Linked DNA regions of Mus musculus: region 1 is linked to region 2. Evidence: chromatin contacts called from public Hi-C data. All regions are on one chromosome and are shown on one strand. The core of a region is the stretch at or near the end of the contact, and the rest is flanking DNA. Distances in the headings are between cores, read along the strand shown.

What was found. A called contact is a pair of places that touch in the nucleus more often than the background predicts.
Region 1: a Hi-C map of double positive thymocytes shows a contact between it and region 2, with 3 times the contacts expected there. The contact joins two enhancer-like sites. A contact is called at or near these places in 1 of 15 datasets of contacts at CTCF or cohesin (large pre-B cells), 63 of 484 Hi-C or Micro-C datasets (the AML12 cell line, B cells, the Ba/F3 cell line and 31 more), 4 of 115 datasets of contacts at active chromatin or transcription factors (the HPC-7 cell line, T-cell acute lymphoblastic leukemia, Th17 cells and 1 more) and 1 of 9 other capture datasets (embryonic stem cells).

Annotation. Positions count from the first base shown.
Region 1 is chr10:19,238,594-19,244,933 of GRCm38.p6, reverse strand. It overlaps Gm40607 (a long non-coding RNA gene), which reads left to right and starts at 1,381. Exons shown (of 3, transcript XR_871478.1): 1 at 1,381-1,491; 2 at 2,096-2,269. Within about 2 kb of position 4,728, at least 14 of the 459 cell types and tissues checked have an H3K27ac peak or open chromatin away from gene starts, as enhancers often do. A contact at or near this core is called in CD8 T cells, the HPC-7 cell line, the P5424 cell line and 3 more, where this site is marked.
Region 2 is chr10:18,915,422-18,920,996 of GRCm38.p6, reverse strand. No RefSeq gene overlaps it. Among named protein-coding and RNA genes, the nearest start is that of Perp, 73 kb to the right of the region's middle. Within about 2 kb of position 3,781, at least 53 of the 459 cell types and tissues checked have an H3K27ac peak or open chromatin away from gene starts, as enhancers often do. A contact at or near this core is called in CD8 T cells, the HPC-7 cell line, the P5424 cell line and 3 more, where this site is marked.

The DNA of each region.
Region 1 (6,340 bases), core at 3,479-5,978, 320 kb before region 2:
GAAACTGCAAGACTGTTCCTAATGAGACTTAAAATATACTCGTTCTTTTTCATTCATCTGAAAGTTAGAGACTTTGCACACAGATCTCTGTAGCCTCACCCTTAGAAGTGGCAGCTTAGCTACAGACATCACCCGGTGACTCAGTACCTATGCAGACACAGCTTCTTGCACACGAAGCAGCAGCATTATGGGAAGTTGAGTTTGCTCAATGGTGTATTCACAGCACTCAGTCCGAGAACTGCTAGGCGCCACGGTGACAGAAATGAAGGTAGATGGATGGGAGTTATAGGAAGACAATGGGTTCCCCTGTTTTAATGTTAATTAGTTGGCCCCTGCCATATATCCCATCTGTTCACATACTGTGACCCCCAACATACATGCTGGAAGAAGAAATCAAAGGACGAAACATAAGTTAAACGGTTCTCATCAAACCTGAAGTTTAAAAAAATTGCCCCAATGGCTGATATTTATCCAATGGCAGTTTCGCCCTGCCCTTTGAAATTAAGTGCAGATATGAAATTATAGTTAAGAGAGGATGTTTCTAGCTCTTAACTCTTTTCTTCCCCCTTCTAGCTGTTAGTTATAGTTTATGGAGCTTTACATGATACCAGTTTGCTATGGACTAGCAGCTGTGTTGACCATTTCTTCTGTTCAGCACCACTGTGAGTTGAGAGGTAGAGAAAAGTCTGTCTTTAAACATTTATTTTTTAAATAGCATACATACAGAGTATTAGGTTTCATTATGGAACTAAAACAATTTTTAAGTATGTGAGTAAAACTGTAGCTGTCTTCAGACACACCAGAAGAGGGCATCAAAGCTCATTATTGATGGTTGTGAGCCACCATGTGGTTTCTGAGAATTAAACTCAGGACCTCTGGAAGAGGAGCCCATGCTCTTAGCCACTGACTATGTCTCCAGTCCCCCACTAAAACAATTTTTAAAAAAATTCTTTCCCTTACTTTTTCTTCTGACCCCCTGAGTGCCTGACCCCCTGACCCTCTGTGGCCCTCCCAGCTCCTTTTCTTATATGCTGCATGTGTCTTATTATCATCCCCTCACTTCTTCAGGGCTTCCCTGGCCATGCTCTTCTTTCAAGTTTCATAGCCTGCACTCAGACTCTCGAGCACCGATATGCACACATGTAAACATTAAAAAGCTAAGTGGCACATGTGAGAGAGAACATGGGACATCGACCTTTCTCCATTTGTGTTACCTTGCTTAATGCTTTTTCCTATCCATCCATTTTCTCACAAATTTTATACTTTCACTTGTCTTTGCAGGTGGATGCAACCCCACTGTGCCTAAGGAGTACACTTTTATTATCTGTTCATCTGACAATGGACACATAAGCTGCTTCCATGTGCAGGAATCTCTGTGGCAGGGACCTGGTAATTTGAGCTCTTCAAATGCTAATGGAGATCTTGAAATGAAAGAAGTTCTACTGGAGTTGGACGTGTCTCAAGGAAGAGAGAAGAAAGATGTTTCTAAGTGTGGGTTCAAATATTCATTGCAGAGGGTCTAGTGGGGAGTGAGAGTTGGAACACAGAATATATATTTCCAGAGAACAAATCAGATAATACAGAGGTAGTGAAATGTCTGACTTCTCTTCACGCTGAAGTCAGATCTGAACATCTATTGAACTCCAGTGAGAAGGCTGAGTGTGTTAAGTTTAGGTTGTTGCTTTCCATGTTCTTAGAGCTTATACCCACTGTGCCTCTGGAAGACACTAATGTGAAGGAAGAAGAAGTCGGAAGGGGAAGAGGGAAAGGAAAGAGAAGAGAAGAAAGGAAGGAGGGAGGGAGAGAAGAAGGGAAGGAGGAAAGGAGGAGGGAGGGAGGGAGGAAAGATGGATAAGGAATATTCAGGACTGAGGAATGGAGAAATAGCTTCTCCGTGGCTGCAGTTCCCTTTCAGTTAAAAAGTTTCCCATTGCAAATTGAGGCCATTATTTCCAAATTATCTATACGAGGTTTACAGGTCAAATACACAGATTCTGGTGTACAGCAGCTGAGCACGGGCTTTCGTGCCGTCACTGTGGGCTCTGAGGCAAAGAACTTACCATGCTGTGTCCCACTTTCCTTTCCTCCAAAACAGGCAGGACAATATTCCTGTTCTCATGGAGGTTTCCAGGAGGATTAAATGTGTTTCTCTCAGTGATGGGCCTGGAACTGCAGCTGACGCATGCGTATGGTAACCATGGAGCTGCCTACACCAGTGGTCAACAGAACACCTCAGGTGAGCAACCTGGAAAGCTGATCTGAAACACAGGTAAGACTTTGCTTCGTGTTTTAAGAGCAAATTGTGATGAGCATTGTCTCATTAAATCTTAACAAAGGCTGGGCTTCATTCCACCACATGAGCACGAGCCCATTCTTGCCTGAATTTTATAAATGAGACAAAACAAAACAAATAAAACAGATGTGTTACCAAGGACACACACACACACACACACACACACACACACACACACACACACCTGTTCCCTATAATGGCAAGTACCTTGGGAGTATCAGATTCATTCTTTATGTAGTAACAATGACTGTCCTGCCCTAGGCATAGAAATGGAAGAGGAAGCCTTAAATAGAAAGGAATGATGGGGGTGGAGTACACTACACAAATAAATAAAACAAAAGTCATCTGCTATTGATCCATGGAGTTTCGTGAGTATAACATATCACCTATATCTGTTTTTGTTTTTTTTGTTTTTTGTTTTTTTGTTATTGTTGCTAATACAGTAGGAGTTAAGCTTTGGGTAGATTTTTAAGATCAATTGGACTAGCACCACATCAGGGGAAACAAAAAACCAGAAAGGGTAGAACAAAAATGGTAGGACAAATATGGCATTTTCTGTGTTGTATATACCCCTGATGGCTTCCTAGGCAATCCTTCAGCCACAGTGCAGGAGCATCGCCCACACACAGGCAAGGTTTCATTTTCTGTGTTTCTTCAGCTGAATCCTAAACCAGTTAATTCCACTTCTGTACCATGTGAAAAATACCAGGAAACATATTTTTAGGGGGACCAATCTTATCATTTGCCTAATAATTCTGAAACGAATACCCATGAGGGACAGTGTTAGAAGGCAGGCTCAGATGCACACACGCAGGCAGAGATAGACTTTCATGCTGTCACACAGCAGAAGGAAACGGAAGGCTGGTTGCTTTGTAACAGCAGTCAACTGTTGTCTCCTAACAAAGGCTAAAAAACAATGTTAAAATGACTGTTGGAGCAGTCCTGTGACATTGCTATTCAGATCTACAGCCTAGGGTACAATGCAGTGCTTCTTACCCTGTGTATCACAACCCCCCAAAGACCACCGGAAAACACAGATATTTACATTACAATTCATAACAGCAGCAAAATTATGGTTATGAAATAGCAATGAAAATAATGTTATGGCTGGAGGAACCATAATACATGAGGAAGAGTATTAAAGGGTTGTGGCACTAGGAAGGCTGAGAATCACTGAGTTTTGACATTAGGGTTTCCACCTTCAATATCCCTCTACATCGTTGTACAGCTGCATAGCACATATGAAACAAACACATGTACATATAATGGAAACATGTTTTCTGTAGGTGCCCTGCTTTTTCTTGGTTCACAGCACGTGGCGGCTCAAGTCTTTATGGAAATGGTTCCACATCAAATCCACACAGTGAATGTGCAGTGTATTCAAAGCTGTCTAGGCGATGTCTCTTTCTCTTAAGCTTGCTTTTGCCCCTCCCAGCCTCTCCTTCCTGCAGACTGCTTGCTCCATCCTGAAGGACCTGGCATCCAGACGCTAGAAATGATTGTTCTCTACAATGCTAAACACAACCCACATGCCTACCTAGGCTTCCTCTACCTAAAATTCCCACTCATTTGTTGTATTTCTGTTCTACTGATTGCTACCATCAAAATCCCTTGAGTTTCATCTCAAACCTGCCTCAGTCTTCCCAGACACCAAGAGGCAGTGCTTTCTTCTAATGCATGCACCATTGAACTACATACTATTGAACATTTGAGACAGTTTACCACACTGACTCTTTGGCTCCTGTTTTCTCCTCAGACTATGAAGAGTCACCCATCAAATATGCCACAGTAAAGATGGGGACTAAGCCAAGTTGTATTCTGGCGCTACCTAGAAACTACTCTAACTATATTTTCTATAACTTACAAATACATCAAGGGCACGTTTCTTTCTTCCAGTCCTTAAGGCTATAGGGTAGACATGTTTTACCCATGTGTGTGTAGGCATTTTAAGCAAGCATCGAACACACCACCTGCATTTTCACCCTTAGCTTTTATTCTTTATGCTTCTTGTCACCAGCGCATTCCCATGTAGGGTCTGGAGTGTCTGGGGCCCAGGCAGGTCCTGGCATGGCCTTCGGACCCAAAGCCTCTATTAAATAAATAGGTAAACAGAGGCTGTAAAGAACAGGTCCAGTTGAAAGTGGTCTGAATTCTTTACTCTCTCCCTCCAGGAAGCAATTTTGCAGCACTTAATTCAGAGTCCACACCCAGCAAGTGCTTAAACACGTTTTCTTACAGCCATTTCACCTCATTTTATTCCAATAAGGAGGTTTAAAAAGCCATCTCCTTCCCTTCGTCCCTCCACCTCTGCCCTTTCCGTTCCTGTCTTTAATGAGTTTTTAGTGTTTTAGTTAACATTGCAAACCTGATAGTGACACAGAGTCTGAACAGAACAAGCAGAGTGGCTTAGAGGGTGCGGTGCGTGGTTTCTGTTTTGTTAGCTCATACTGCCCTCTTCTGGTCACTGAGCAGATTTAAAACTTGGCTGGGTAGAAAAAACAAAAAACAACCAACACCCCTCCTCTAAACTAAAAAACCAACCTAACTAACTAACTAACTAACTAACTAACTAACTAATTAAAACCATGAAGAAAACTGTGCAAAGAATAAGTGACAGTGTACAGGGAAATAAAATCTTTCCATATGAATAACCATGACATGAAAATATGCAACACCACTGCCTATGTGTGACTAAGTAACATTTTTTGTTGTTGTTGTTATTCTTAAAATCCAAAATACTGCTGTCTTCTCATTTTTGTCTCTTTGTCATTTTTACGTGGGTAAATTCATGCAATCTGTTGAGAAGAACGTCACTGGAATGGCTTAGGGGTTCTCTTCCTTGTTCCAGCTCCCCTGAAAGCTTGTGGGGATAGGGCAGTTTGCTCTGTAACCAGCGGTGTGGTGTCTTGCCTGGGCTCATTAGTTAGGTGAACAGGGTCCAGGAGCCTTCTCAGCTCTCAGCTGTACTTCATCTGCTTGCGGCTGGAGCGATACCTGCTCTGCCTTCCTTATCAAGGATAACAGAAATAGAATGAAGACACAGCCTATGATGTTTATCTACAAATAAACGCACTGTTGTTATTTTTAATTAGTGTGTGTGTGTGCGTGCACGTGTGCATGTCTGAGTGTGTGTATGTGTGTGTGTGCGTGCACGTGTGCGTGTCTGAGTGTGTGTGTGTGTGTGTGTGTGCGTGCACGTGTGCGTGTCTGAGTGTGTGTGTGTGCGTGCACGTGTGCATGTCTGAGTGTGTGTGTGTGTGTCTGAGTGTGTGTGTGTGTGTATGTATGTGTGTGTGTGTGTGTGTGTATGTGTGCGTGCACGTGTGCGTGTCTGTGTGTGTGTGTGTGTGTGTGTGTATGTGTGTGTGTGTGTGTGTGTGTGTGTGTGTGTGTGTGTGTGTGTGTGTAGGTCAGAGAACACCTTGCAAGCATCAGTTCCCTCCTGATATTTGACATTAGGGATATTGAAGGTGGAAACCCTAATGTCAAAACTCATTGATTCTCAGCCTTGCTACTGCCACAACCCTTTAATACTGTTCCTCACGTATTATGGTTCCCCCAGCCATAACCCCCATGTGGGTTCTGTAAATCTAACTTGGGTCATCAGGCTTAGTGGACACCTTTACCCACTGAGCAATTAGTTTGCCCAAGAAGACATTTGCAATACGGATTTTAGGTGTTATAGTTCCCAGTGAAGTTCAGCTTCATTAAAAACCAAACCAAACCAAACCAAAAAAAGAAAAAATCCTTGCTATTTTAAGATAATGAAAGTATGTTGATAGCTATAGATCTAAAACGACAAAATTTCAGCCTTTCCTTTCCTGGAACTCTTTAGGAGAACAAAGACAAATGACTTTCCTGAACGATTTCCAACACAATCTTAGGGAAAGACAGGGTGTTTCCTTAATACTCAGAGAACACTGAAAGCCCAAGAATACTGTTGTAAACACAGACTTAGTGTTGTATTTAATGATAGCTTGTAGTCATCTGATAGATTTTGTATCTTTAAAAGAAAAACAAAACCTCACTGCTGACTGACTGTACACT
Region 2 (5,575 bases), core at 2,532-5,031:
CAGCATTGCCTCCCTCAGGTTGCCCTGTTTTAGTAAGAGATAAATCACATTGATGAAAACACTGGAGTCACTAAACAATGTTTGTGGTAGAAGCAGAGAAGTGATTCAGTCCATAAAGTGTTTGACATGAAGCGTGGGGACTTAAATTCAGACCTTTAGCACCCCTGGGAAAAGTTCAGCATGGTGGAACTCACCTGTAATCCCAGCATCTGTAAGGCAGAGACAAAAGGATCCCCGAATCCCTGAAGCCAGCTAATCTGTCTACATTGGCGAGCTTCAGGTTCAGAAAGAAGCCTTGCCTCTAATAGGGTGGAAAGTGATGTAGAAAGATGTCCCAACACCAACTTCTGTCCTTCCAACATAAGTACTCACACATGCATATGCCATATGCACATTCTCTCTCTCTCTCTCTCTCTCTCTCTCTCTGTCTCTCTCTCTCTCTCTCTCTCTCTCTCTAACACACACACAATTTGTTGTTGCTTGTCACATACCAGGACAATGTGAAAAAAAATAAAATAAAATAAACCAAAGAGAAAACAAAAACAATATTGGCAAGCTTTCACAAATTCAAAAACAATCAACATCAGCCCCAATATTGAACAGCAGTGATGGGCAGTTTAAAGCACAGAATACAGAAAATGTCTAAACAATAGAAGACAGGGATAACAGGAAGGGATCAGCAAGGAAAAGCTGCCATGCAAGTCTGACAACCCGAGTTTGGATGCCTAGACTATCTGGGTATAAAAGCACATGCAGTGGCGTATGCCTGTAGTCACAGCAGTCACATGGCAAGAGACAAGGATGCCCTTATATTCATGGCAATCCTCTGTTCTTAACTTTGTCTGGAATTACAGGTGTATACCACCATGACCAGGCTGTCTCATCTTCACAGGGCTATTAGAGAAATCATACAATTGTGTTAGCAGATACATTTCTCAAATATGTTTTTATATTTAAGATTGGAAATTATTCTGTTCGTGGGAGTTAATCAGAAAATCCAAGCAAGAGAGAGGAGAGTAAATGAACAGGATATGATATGAATTTGGGTAGAGTAGAGAACTCAAATCTCATTAATGTCAGCAGCATGTCTTTGATTGTGACAAAGAACTGAGATATAAAGATTAAGACTATGTTGCCACTTCTAGTTCAAGAATACTCAGAAATCCAAATCTCTCCCCCCTCCCAAGATTTCTCAATTTTTAAAAATAACAATTGAATAAGATCCATACTGTTGACCTGTTAGATTATGATACCTGCCCTCTGGTACTAATCTCCCTTTATAACCTGATGACTTCCTTGTCTTGGGATGGGCTCCTCACCCTAGATCTCCATATGTGTCTTAGTATAATAAATTACAGGTAGACAATCTGTTATTCCCCATACTTATAGAGGCTAGAAAGTCCAATATATGTATGTCCCAGGCGACACAAATTTTCATGAGAGTCTGTCTCCTCATGTTTCTAGATAGCTGACTTCTTAGAAGGATATTGTCACACAATGGAGAAAAGGGAGAGTAAGCTAGCTCTCTCATAAGAGCAGTAGTCCCATTGCAGAGGTTCTGCCATCCTGACACACTTAAGTTCCAAAGGCAGTACATCCCAGTTCCTAACACCATCTTATTAGGACCGTGGTTCCACAATGTGAATTCAAAAAGGAAGAAACATAAACAGGTCGTCCATTGCACTATTCTACAATCCCACTACTCCTCAAAGGGTAGCCCCATTCCCACCTCTCCATCCCATCTTCCTAGCCCTTATCTCATCCCAAAAAAATATCATACATTCCTGTCTGAGGCAGAGTTTCTTGCAACCTCTATGACTTTTAAGTTGCATCAACCATGTTTTTGACATTATATTCCTTTCCTATGTCCATGCCCAACTCAACAGTAAGATGTGTAAGAGTTCATGTCCAGAGATAGAACATGATCAGAGTTTTAATCTGCTCTTCCACTCTGACTATAAATAGAATTCTGAGGTAGTAATTACACTCTTCTCAGTCTCATTATCTTCATCTGAAATGCAAATGATATATCTGCATAGAGATGTTGTATGCTTATATAACACGAGTAGAAATGTACAAAAAAATGTATCTGGTACCCAATAAAGCTTCAATCAGCATTAGTTGGTTTTCTCTATATAAATACTTTTATTACCTGTGTGCCTTAGCATATCATGTGCCACTTTCTGCTTAACACAATATTTATAATGATATATTTGGTTGCTTTTATTTCATATAGAGAACATTATCCTAGCCATAAGAAACACATTTTGTGAATGGCTTTAATACTTGCAAATCTCTACTGGATATTTGAGCATACATTTCTCTTTTGATTCAGAAAGAATTTTTCCCAAGAGAAGAAAAGCAAGAAAGCAGAGCCTTTATAATGTCTTTCATCCCTATAATTAGAGTCTTTCTAGAGCAGAGGTTCCAAAACAGGGAAGGTAGCAAATCTCCTGCCCAGGCAACACTTGTCAATGTCTAGAGATGCTTTTGGATGCCATAAACTAGGTAGGGGTGTATTATTGGCATCCAGCAAGTGGCAGCCAGAAGGCTACTAACTATGCTATAATGGAAAGAGTACACAAAGAATTATCCAATCCAAGATGTCGTTACTGTAGAGGTAGAAAGCCCTACTCAAAGAAGCCTCAATGCCCAAGCCTATCACCACTATGTGAGATCTGTCCCATCTTACACTCTCGAGACATACTAGTTAGTTAGGAAAGAGAGAGTAGTTGAAGAAGTTGAAGAATGGTCTTGGGTAGTGGTTGTGGTCCGTGGAGAGTCAGAGACAGATCCCGAGAATCCCTCTCAGGTCATGAGCTTCTTGGCTCAAAGCTCCTTCTCCTTTCCTCTTTATTACATGGATGCATCCCTGTTGGTGTGTGTCTTTCCTCTTTATTACATGGATGCATCCCTGTTGGTGTGTGTCTTTCCTCTTTATTACATGGATACATCACTGTTGGTATGTGTCTTTCCTCTTTATTACATGGATACATCCCTGTTGGTGTGTGTCTTTCCTCTTTATTACATGGATGCATCCCTGTTGGTGTGTGTCTTTCCTCTTTATTACATGGATGCATCCCTGTTGGTGTGTGTCTTTCCTCTTTATTACATGGATGCATCCCTGTTGGTGTGTGTCTTTCCTCTTTATTACATGGATGCATCCCTGTTGGTATGTGTCTGAATACTTTCTGCTGTCTTGAGTCACTTCCCTTACTTGCATGTCCAACCATGGAATCCAGTGTGCATGACCTCCTTGAAGAACACTGATTAAAATAAGTTTCAAATACAAATGGAGAATTCAGGTAACTCGAGCCTTAAAGAAAAGAAAACATGTTGAAAATGTAAACTCATTCTTGTAGTTTCCCAAGGAGACAGCTGCTTTTAGAAGAAGGTCAAGAGTCTATCTTGTACTCACTCACACATGTAGGCTGTGAATGCCTGTGGTTATAGCACCGTTTCCTCCCTCGGAACTTTCCTACATCAGCAGCCCGCCCGTTGTCGTTTGTGATGAACTGTCATCTAGTTGGATATGCTTCTTTTTTTTCTTTTTTCTTTTAGTTTCTTTTTAAATCTTCTCCCTCCCACGTTTCCTTCAGCTTACTTCTTTCCTTCTGTTTCTTACTTCTCTGTGTTATTCCTCATTTCATTCCAATTTTAGGAACAAGAAGAAAAATGTTCACTATGGGTGATGTCTACCTCTCTGTGTACACTTTGGAGGTGTGGGGGTGGTGTGCAGGGGCTGGAAGGTGGGGGGAGGGGAGTAGTGTTTCTTTTAAAAATCATATGCTGCCATCTGGTGGTCAATTTATATACTCAACCAAATAGCTGGGTTCAGACTGTTTCAAGTGTCTGACAGTGAACTGGGTCCTGCTTGACTATAGGCGAGCAATAATTGATATTGTCTCTCTTCATGGTTAAAGTCCCAGTGTTCAAAGCTACTCCTTCCCCTTAAGATTTTTATTTCTCTCAGGCAGATGGAATAGTTTGTTCCCAAATTGAATACAGAAAAATCTGAGCCTAAAACAAATCTTTGTTGTAAGTTCACAGCCTGTAAACTCTTCCATAGGATTTGTGGATTCCTGAATCTCCCTTTCAGCTCGCCCTGATTAATTTTAAATTTACTGGACTAGCAAAAGGGGGCATGGAACTGGCTGTTGGCAATGCTGGTGATTGGATGAACACTGTACCACTATACTATACCCCTAACCCTCAGAGAGAGATTTTAAAGGTAAAAGTAAAATATACTTGATATAATGGTACAGATACATATTTTTTCTATAGCAAGGAACTTTTCCCACAGAGAGAGAGAGAGAAAGACAGATAGAGACAGAGACAAAGAGGGGGAGAGAAAGACAGAGAGGGAGAAAGGAGGGAGAGGGAGGGAGGGAGGGAGGGAGGGAGGGAGGGAGGGAGGGAGGGAGGGAGAGAGGGAGGGAGAGAGACTATGAACAATGATACTACTCCCCAAAGCAACTCAGAGGACCTTGAAAACCATTTTTCATTCCACAACCCATCAGCAAATCCACTGTGTCTCTTAATCCTTTTTAAATCCTCCTCCATCCTGTCTTCCTTTTCCTCTTATTTGGTACAACCGTACACCAGGTTCTCCCTCTCCCTTTTTTTCATCCTCTCCCTCCAGAGACACTGTGTGTGTCTCTGCATTTTTATTTACCTGTCTGTCTGTCTCTGCCTCACCCCAGAAAGTAGATCCAGTTGTTCTAACAAGGGGCTAGAGACTGACTGGAGTGCGAGAAGTGGAGAGGAGATGCTGTCTCTGGAGATGGCATCAGATGGACAGGGCTTTCACTCAAGTGTAGCCTCTACTTCCTTTGCTTCGTTTTTAGTGTGAATTTACAGAATTGCTTTGATTGAAAACTGAATGGCAAATCCTCTAAGACGGTGGCTTTAGGTCATCCAAGAACAGGATGTTGTAGCCTAAAGGAGAATCTCAACAAAAAGCCCTGTGAAGAGTGAGCTATGGTGACCGAAATCCCTATGAACACTGAACTACAATGACTGAGGTCCCCACAGACAGTGAACTATAGTGACCAAGGCCCTTGTGAACAGTAAGCTATCGTGACTGAGGTCCCTATGAGCAGTGAACTATGGCAGCAGAGGGCCCTGTGAAGTGTGAGCTGTGATGACCGAGGTTCCTATGGTGACATAGTTCTCTGTGAATGTGAGCTATGAAGACCGAAGTCCTTATGGACAACAAGCTACAATGACTGAAGTCTTCATCGGTACCACTCTCTAGTTTCCCCTCAATGAAGTGTCATGTGCTGGAATCGGAGGCACCCGGAAAAGTGGCGTCCATCTTGTCACTGAAGTTATATTCAGGCTTGGGAATATTCAGGTTCAGAAACGGCACGTTCTGGCCTTGTTTCCATGATCACTGATGACTATGTTGGGAATATATGAGAAGGAACAGAAACAAGGCTGTCAAGCATCAGGGAGACCTGCCTAGAAGTCACCTCCATCATCAACCTTGAGTTCTAACCTCCTGGATCTTGCTGCTAGCCATCTCTTACAATTGAGTAGTTGGCCTGCAGAAAATTTCCAAATGAAGCCTACA